Regions from separate parts of the Sus scrofa genome. Here region 2 is linked to region 1. A link is a contact called in public Hi-C data. All regions are on one chromosome and are shown on one strand. Each heading gives the region's core, a stretch centred on a gene start, on an enhancer-like site or on the middle of the called end of the contact. The rest is flanking DNA. Distances are from core to core; before and after follow the strand shown. Region 1 holds the start of CCT3 (chaperonin containing TCP1 subunit 3). Region 2 holds the start of SLC25A44 (solute carrier family 25 member 44).

Region 1 (4,172 bases), core at 609-3,108:
TCATCTACAGCCGCTGCCTATGCCACAGCCACAGCAATGCAGTATCCAAGCCGCGTCTTCGACCTAGACCACAGCTCAGGGCAATGCCCTGGATCCTTGACCCACTGAGAGAGGCCAGGGATGGAACCCAAAACCTCTTGGTTCCTAGTCGGATTCGTTTCTGATGCACCACAACAGGAATTCCAGGAATGTTCCTGTTTAGAGAGAAACGCAGAAAAAATACTTATACTTTCCAATTAAGTAACAGAAAAAAAAAAAACAAACAAACAAAACCATACATACAACTAGCTTCATTTTCCCAAAAGCTGAGCAATTAAGGTCTGGGTTTTTTTTCGTTTGTTTTTTCTTTTTTTTCTTTTTAGGACCACACCTGCAGCATATGGCGGTTCCCAGACTAGGGGTCAAATCGGAGCTATAGCTGCTGCCTATGCCACAGCCACAGCAACACAGGATCCAGGCCGCCATCTGTGACCTACATCACAGCTCACGGCAACACCGGATGCTTAACCCACTGAGCAAGGCCAGGGATCGAACCTGTGTCCTCATGGATACTAATCAGATTTGTTCGTTTCTGCTGAGCCACGACGGGAACTCCAATCAAAGTCTGGTTTTAAGGGAAAGGAAGCAGGGCCTCTGACACACACCTCTTCTGTTAGTAGGATGACTAGAATGCTGCTCCATCTGAACACCTACAGGTGTGGTGCCTGGGAAAGAATCACAACATCACATGACCAACAACCCATGCTATTATTTTACTATTAACAATTTCATATAAGTTCTCCCCAGCACATATCAGGCTGCTCCAGTTTGGGAAGGAAAAAGTATGAAAGGGTGTGTACTGTTCTATTTTATGGCCAAACATAAGTAACTGTTCTTGAATTGTTCGTGCTCTCATCCTTTCACTAAAAAACAAAACAAAACAAAAAACTGTTTCTAGTAATGTTTCTTTTCTCTGGACAAAACAGTACTTTAACTACGCCCAAACTTTAAGCGTCTCCTAAAAATGTGGGCAAATACTGTGTTCTCCCCTAGTTTTGATTTCTGCGGGATCAGCCCTTTTCCTATCCTGTAAGGTAACTTAAAAACTCTGGTTCTCCAACATCTCTAATGGACCAGTAGCTGAGGGCATGAGGAGGGCAGGGGAAAGAATGGACACGGATAAAGAAAATCTGAGAGCACTAGAGGAAAACACTTGAGAAAATGTTTTACATAGGATAACTCGAGGGGTCGGTAAGCCAGCACTCTCAGGTACCATTCACGGCCTCAATAGATAGTATTTGCCTAAGAGGGAAAGGTCCATGCATAGGAACGAGTCAGAGGCAGTAAACCACAACTCCCAGCGTGCCCAGAAGGCTAGTTACCGCCCAGCTCAGTCTGATCGGACTACAACTCCCATTCCACCCCGCATCAAAGGGGCCAGGTGTTCTCTCAACTGCCGGTTTAGGTCCCGCCCCTTCTAGTCCTCCCCGTAGCCAAAGCTGGAACGAAAGCATGGAAACTGTCAAGTCATTCTCCACCTTGGCGTCCGAAAGGAGTCGAGACGCATGAGTTTAATGACCTCACCTGCGGTGTTAATGGAAAGCCTCTACCCCAGCACCCACCCTTATAGTTGACACACATGCGCAGTGGCGTTCCGGCCAACTACCCGATCCTTGGCGCTTGCGCCAAGGTTCGCGCCGCACGCGGCCGGGAGCGGCCACCCCATTGCGCAAGCGCCTCTGCCCTCTCATTGCCATCACCGTGCTCTCTCTACCTAGCTTGCCCCGCGTTCTTGCGTAGGGGGCGGGGCTAAGAATGTCAATTGGCCTGTTTCCGTGCCGGTCAGTGAGATGGGTGCGGTGATTGGGGGCGCCCGGGAGGGTAGCGGGGTTGGGTGTAAGCCCTGAGGAGGCAGCGTTTTCTGGGCTTCTCGCTGGTTCTCTCTCTCCAGAAGGTTCTGCCGGTTCCCCCTGCTTTGGGTACCCGGCTCTGCATCGCGCCGCCATGATGGGCCATCGTCCGGTGCTCGTGCTTAGTGAGTTTTGGGAAAGCTGGGGAAGGGACCCCCTCTTCATCTCCCTCTTTCGGCACTTTACAGCCTTGCCTCAGCCCAGTCCCGCCCTGGTCCGGCCCCTGAGCCTTCCAGTCGTTCATTTTGGAAGCCCCTTCTGCTTTCCTGTCTACCCTTAACGTATTCCCATGTCTACACAAACGCAAACTGACCTTTCTCTCTCGAGCCTCATTTTTCCGGGCTCTGGCCTCGGGAAGATGCTTCCCACTCGGCATTCTGTTCTTCACCTCCAACCCCCGCCCTTGCAACCTTCTTTGAGTGATTTTCAGTGTGCAGTTTTGTGACTAACGGCTTTTAAGTTTGGCCTAGCATTTTAACCTTGGCCCATCCCTTAGTAGTGGTGTGGCGTCAGCCACGTTGTTTGATTGAAACGTTTCCATCTTTATTATTAGGATTAACTATTTTCCCGTAAGATTGTGACTCAAGTGAGATAAGTAGAGACAATTGCTTAAAAGAGCGAGTGGTAGCCTTGGTTATTTGTATTTTCAGTAATTGTCCTCTTGAATTTCCATTCTGCAACTTCTGTTCCTCAAGTAACCCTACCTTCCTCACTGGTTTATCTTAGATGTAGTTATTCCCTTGATATCCCCTCCGTGGTAATCTTTCCCACTTACCAACTGAGTTTTCCCACATTTTTCCATTGGGTCTCTTTACCTATGGGGAATGAGTCGCATTTCTGTTGTCTTCCTCGGGTATGTTTCTGTTCTGTGTAATCTCAGCCTTATTAGTCATTTTCCGTCCCTCTCTTATGCGTGTAGAATGCTATCGATTTTCTGTATACCTGGAAAATAACTGTTTGCAAACAAGAATCCACTTAACCCAGAAAAAAAAACCAATTTTTTTCTGATGAATCCAATCAGAAAGGTCCATGCAGGATTTTGGTTATCAGTGCCTGAAATAGGAATCTAAATCCTGAGAACTGTGAATGAATGTTTAGGTTTGATGGGTGGGAAATTTTACAACAAACTGTAGGGAAGTATAATTTGGAGAGAGGAGTGAAATAAACATTCTTTTGATTCAGGTATAGCCATTGAGAGGGCCCTAAGGTGAGTAGTGCGTTGTTCAGCTCTTTTGAGGTCGGAGTTAATCCCTTGCATTAGCGGCCCTAACCTATTAGACTTCCTATTAAAACATGTAGGTCACACTTACTGATGGTCAGTGGGTTCCTGAGGCATTCTGGTTATGTCCAAGCATGAAGTGATTGTATCTCGCAAACCCAGATGCTTTTGAGTGTGTGTTCTCATTCCATAGCACACAGGGGAGAAGGGGGGAGGAACTATTTAATAATTACGCTGGGAATGTCAGTATGATTCTGTGTACCCAATTATGAGGACATGAATCCCCCAAGTTTTCCTTTTTACATAAGGGAGTGATTGATGCTTTTTTAGGGTCACCAGGTCTTTAAAAATCTGATGGATCTTAGGTTATGAATCCTTGTTATACATACATGAATATTTGATTAGAGAGAAAGTGATGACTAAGATTCCAAAGTTGAAGCTTTATGAATTGTTTCTTAGTATACCAGGAGTTGAAGTAAAGAAAGAAATAAGTATGTATGTTTACTTATTAACAGCTCGTTGAGGTGCAATTGATATACAAAAAGTTGCACATATTTGAAGAGTATAAGTTGGTAAGCTTTGATCAGTGTATACATCTGGGAAACCAGTATGTGTTTTTGTTTTTTTTTTTTTTTTTTGTTTGCTTCTTAGGGCCAAACCCGCGGCATATAGACGTTCCCAGGCTAGGGGTCCAATCCGAGCTGCAGCTGCTGGCCTAGGCCACAGCCACAGCAATGTGGGATCCAAGCCTCATCTTCGACCTACACCACAGCTCACTGCAACGCCAGATCCTTAACCCACTGAGCAAGGCCAGGGATCGAACCCAAAACCTCATGGTTCCTAGTTGAGTTCATTTCCGCTGCACCACCAGGGAAACTCCTGTTTTTATTTTCAAAGATTGGGAAATAAATGAATAACTTATATACAATGGGGCAGTCCTGGACTATTGCCTTTTGTTTTTATCTGTTTTAGGCCAGAACACAAAGCGTGAATCTGGAAGAAAAGTTCAGTCTGGAAACATCAATGCTGCCAAGGTAGCCTATCTTATAAGTTGTCTGCCTCTA
Region 2 (4,172 bases), core at 567-3,066, 120 kb after region 1:
CAGAACCTTGACCCACTGAGCAAGGTCAGAGATCAAACCTACGTCCTCATGGATACTAGTTGGGTTCATTAACTGCTGAGCCACAGAGTTAATTCCTGCTCAACTTCTTTATGGCTCTTTCCCAGACCCTTATGTATTGTGTGTAGGGCTTCAATTCTGAATTTTCCCCCATTTTTTCACAGGCCTCAATCACAAAGGTTAAAGTGCCTCATATGAAGACCCAATAGATGACCCAGGATGTCCCGAAGTCATCAAATGAGATGTCAGAGGCAAAGGCCCTGCTGCTGAGACCACCAGAGGGAAGGAACAAACTGGCCTAGATAAGCACACTTCCTCTCCACTTCAATTCTTCATGTACCAGAAAAACCTATACCAGACTATTCACTAGGTTCTGAGTCACCTGGAAGGCAAGGTCATTCAATGAGAAGAACATTAGTGGTCAGGAGTTCCTCCACTTCCATTACTTACTAGTAGGACTGGAACTAAGTCACTTCTTTAAAATTCAATATCCTCATCTATGATATAGAGCTAATAAAGCCTGCCACAGCTATATAACAGTGTGGTGCAACTCACATGTGCTAAAATATGCAAAGCCATTTTTATTAACAGCAAAGCACTTCCATCATTGCAGAAATTTCTATTGGACAGTGGTGCTCTAAATCCTTGCTACTCAGAGTGGTGCACAAACCCGCAACACTGGCATCACCTGGGAGCTTGTAGAAATACAGAACTTCAGGATGCTCTGTAGACTTGCTGAATAAGAACCATTTTCACAAGATCTCTGGGTGATCAATATGTATATCAGAGTTTGGAAAAGTATTGCCTTAAACATTAAGGATTGTCAGTATTCTAACAATAACAACTACTCTAGGAGTCCACGACCACTATGACTACATTAAGAGCCCTCTGATTCCATCCTGACTTGTCCCCAGGACTGGGCCCAATGCTGACTAATAGACTCATTCAGTTCTTTTCAGTCAACAACATTCACCAAATCAAATCATCTGTCTACAGCTCCTGACAAGACACCTATGAGGTCTGGTTCCCACTTCTGTGCTGGGATCAAGATCTTTGCTTCCTCCTTCTGTTCCTCTGTTCTTCTTACTGCATCTCCATCAAGGCTCTGCATCCTGAGAGCTATCTACCTTAGGAACGTGAATATATTTACATGCTCGCCCACCTGTCCTAAAGAACATGCATTTCCTTAGGGAAGGTTCTGGGCGTGCCTCCAACCCCTCCCTTCAAGGTAATCTCCCCCCAGGACAGGAGGAGATTCCCACTCAACCTTCCTTTGGTCTTCCATAGGTGCCCACGTGATCTCTCATGACAGACATCACACGACAATCCTCTTCACCTACTGCACATGACACCCCCTTTAAGTAGCTTCTGTCCTGACCCCCGAAACTGCCGCCTTTAGATCCTGGACATGCCCCTAGCCATGTCTCTGGCCATGCTTCTTTCGCTGTCGGCGAACCCCATGCTCCTCCGATAGGAAGAGATGCGTCGCTGGAGTCATCCCTCATTCCCAAAACTGCGCGGCGGGTTCCCAGTAAATTGCTGCCGTGCACTGCAGGCAACCGCTGCCTCCCTGACAGGTCTCGGTACTAGGAGACCTTAGTCCTTAGGCACCTCAAGCCGGTGATTTCGTACCTTCTCAGTTCAGGGCGGTTCTGCCGCGTCTGAGGCAAACTCCCAGAGCGGACCTCTAGGCCGCAGCTCCCACTCTATCCTCTGTTCCCGGCAACTGACGGCCTCCGGTCGCATCTTCCTCCATCTCGACCGGGATCCCGGTACTGCCGGAACCGGAAATTGGGACACTGTCACTCCCGCCCCCTGCAGGGGGCGGGGATGAACGGTGGGCAACTGCACCAATGACGTTCTGAGTCTTTAGCCTCGCCCCCCGCCTCCGCAGCAAAGGCGGAAGGTCCTGGTAGCCATCTTGAATTTGGGCAGAGGCCACGCCTTCTTTAGCCCCTTCTTCTACAGCGCATGCGTGTTCTTTCGAATTCGTGGAAATTGGGTCGCGGCCACTTCTTGAAGGTCTTGTTCCCAACGGGTCACCTTGCGTTTCAAGTCTCCTGGAATCCTTAAGTTAAAATCTCATCTAATTTTTGTGTAACTTTTCTCATCTACAGAACCAAAACAGGCCAATGTGCAGCAGGAAGGACTAAGTTTAGATTTTGGAGACTTGGGAACTCAAAACTACAGGAATAGGGAACATCCTGGAGATGGAGTGATCTCTTCTTGCTTTATAACTATTTGTTAATACATGGATTTAAAAGAAGAGGCGGTGGGAGTTTGGGGTTAGTAGATGCGAACTACTACATTTAGAATGGATAAGCAAAGAGGTCCAGCTGTATGGCACAGGAAACTATATCCAGTCACCCTTGATAGAACATGATATAAGTTGACGAAAAGAATATATATATATCTGAGTCACTTTGCTGTACAGCAGAAATGGACAACATTTATATCAACTATAATGAAAAAATATATAATAAATAGGAAAAAAAAATAAAAAGAGGCAGAGCCCTTTACAGGAGGGACTGAGAAGGCTAGGTTTGGAGAGTCAATTCATTTCAAAATAGATATTTCTATAACTCAACAACAAAAAGACAGACAACCCAATTTTTTTTTTTTTGTAAATGTGCAAAGGACTTTAATAGATGTTTCTCCAAAGAAGATGGATAATAAGCACATAAAAAGATGCTCAACATCATTAGTCATTAGGGAAAAACAAATCAAAACCATGAGATCCCCACTGCACACCCACTAGGATGGCTAAAATTAAAGCAAGCAAGCAAGCAAATGAGAACCTAGAAAGTGACAAGTGTTAGCAGGGATGTGGAGAAACTGGAACCCTGACGTTGCTGGTGGGAATGTAAAATGGTGCAGTTGCTGTGGAAACCAGTTTGATCATTCCTCAATGTTAAGCAAAATTGCTATATGACCAAGCATTTTCACTCTGAATATATACCCAAAAGAGCTGAAAACAGGTGTTCAAACAAAAACTTGTACACAGGAGTTCCTGCTGTGTTGCAATGGGATCAGTGGCATCTCTGGAGCTCAGGGACATGTGTTTGATCCCCAGCAAGTTAAGGATCCAGTGTTGCTGCAGCTGGTAGCCTAGGTCACAGCTGCGGCTCAGATCTGATCCCTGACCCAGGAACTCCATATGCCAAGGGACCGCCAAAAAAGAAAAACAAAAAACAAATAAACAATATTTACACACACAGATTCATAACAGCACTATTCACGATAGCCAAAAAGTAGAAACAAATGGTGACCTAGCTATACAATGGACTATTACTCAGCCATGAAAAAGGAATGAAAAATTGATATGTACTGCTGTGTGGATGAATTGTGAAACTGTTATGCTAAGTGAAATAAGCCAGACACAACAGTCACATATTGTGTAATTTCATTTAGATGAAATATGCGGAATAGACAAATCTATTTAGATAGCAGATAAGTGGATCGATTAGTGATTGCCAGGGACTAGGAGGAGGAAGAATGGGGACTGACTGCAGAATTTCCTTTTGGAGTGATTAAAGTGTTCTGGAACTAGGTAGTGGTGATGATTTACAACATTGTGAATGACAATGTCACTAATAGTAAATTTTTTTTGGTCTTTTTAAGGCCTCACCCGTGGCACATGGAAGTTACCAGCCGACGGGTCAAATTGGAGCTGTAGTTGCTGGCCTGTGCCACAGCCACAGCAACGTGGGATCCAGGCCATGTCTGTGACCTACACCACAGCTCACGGCAATGCTAGATCCTTAACCCACTAAGTGAGGCCAGGGATCAAACGTGCATCCTCACAGATACTAGTCGGATTCATTAACCACTGAGCCATGACAGGAACTCCCTCAATGTTAGTAAATTTTATGTTGTGTATATTTTACTACAATTAAAGAATTTGATACCTCTAGGGTCGATCTCTCCTGAACTCCAGATTTGTGTTAACAATAGCCTCAAAATATCTAGTGGGCATTTCAAACTTAGTGTGATAGTTTTATATCAGTCTGGCTAGGCTCTTGTACCTTGCTACTACTAATAGGTGTTGCTGTGAAGGTATTTTGTAGGTGTGGTTAACATCTACAATCAGTCCACTTTAGGTAAAGTATACTTTAATAATGTGGGTGGGCTTTATTCAGTCATTTGAAAGGCCT

What was found. Hi-C and Micro-C count contacts between places; a contact is called where the count stands out from the background.
Region 2: a Hi-C map of liver shows a contact between it and region 1, with 10 times the contacts expected there. The contact joins the promoter of SLC25A44 here to the promoter of CCT3 in region 1. A contact is called at or near these places in 1 of 5 promoter capture datasets (liver) and 3 of 47 Hi-C or Micro-C datasets (heart right ventricle, liver and skeletal muscle).

Annotation. Positions count from the first base shown.
Region 1 is chr4:93,732,109-93,736,280 of Sscrofa11.1, forward strand. It overlaps CCT3 (chaperonin containing TCP1 subunit 3), which reads left to right and starts at 1,859. Exons shown (of 14, transcript NM_001244180.1): 1 at 1,859-2,014; 2 at 4,081-4,142. The coding sequence starts at 1,984. TSACC (TSSK6-activating co-chaperone protein) reads right to left here and starts at 2,921. Exons shown (of 4, transcript XM_013996980.2): 1 at 2,203-2,921; 2 at 645-704. The coding sequence starts at 681.
Region 2 is chr4:93,855,337-93,859,508 of Sscrofa11.1, forward strand. SLC25A44 (solute carrier family 25 member 44) reads right to left here and starts at 1,817. Exons shown (of 4, transcript XM_001928054.5): 1 at 1,651-1,817.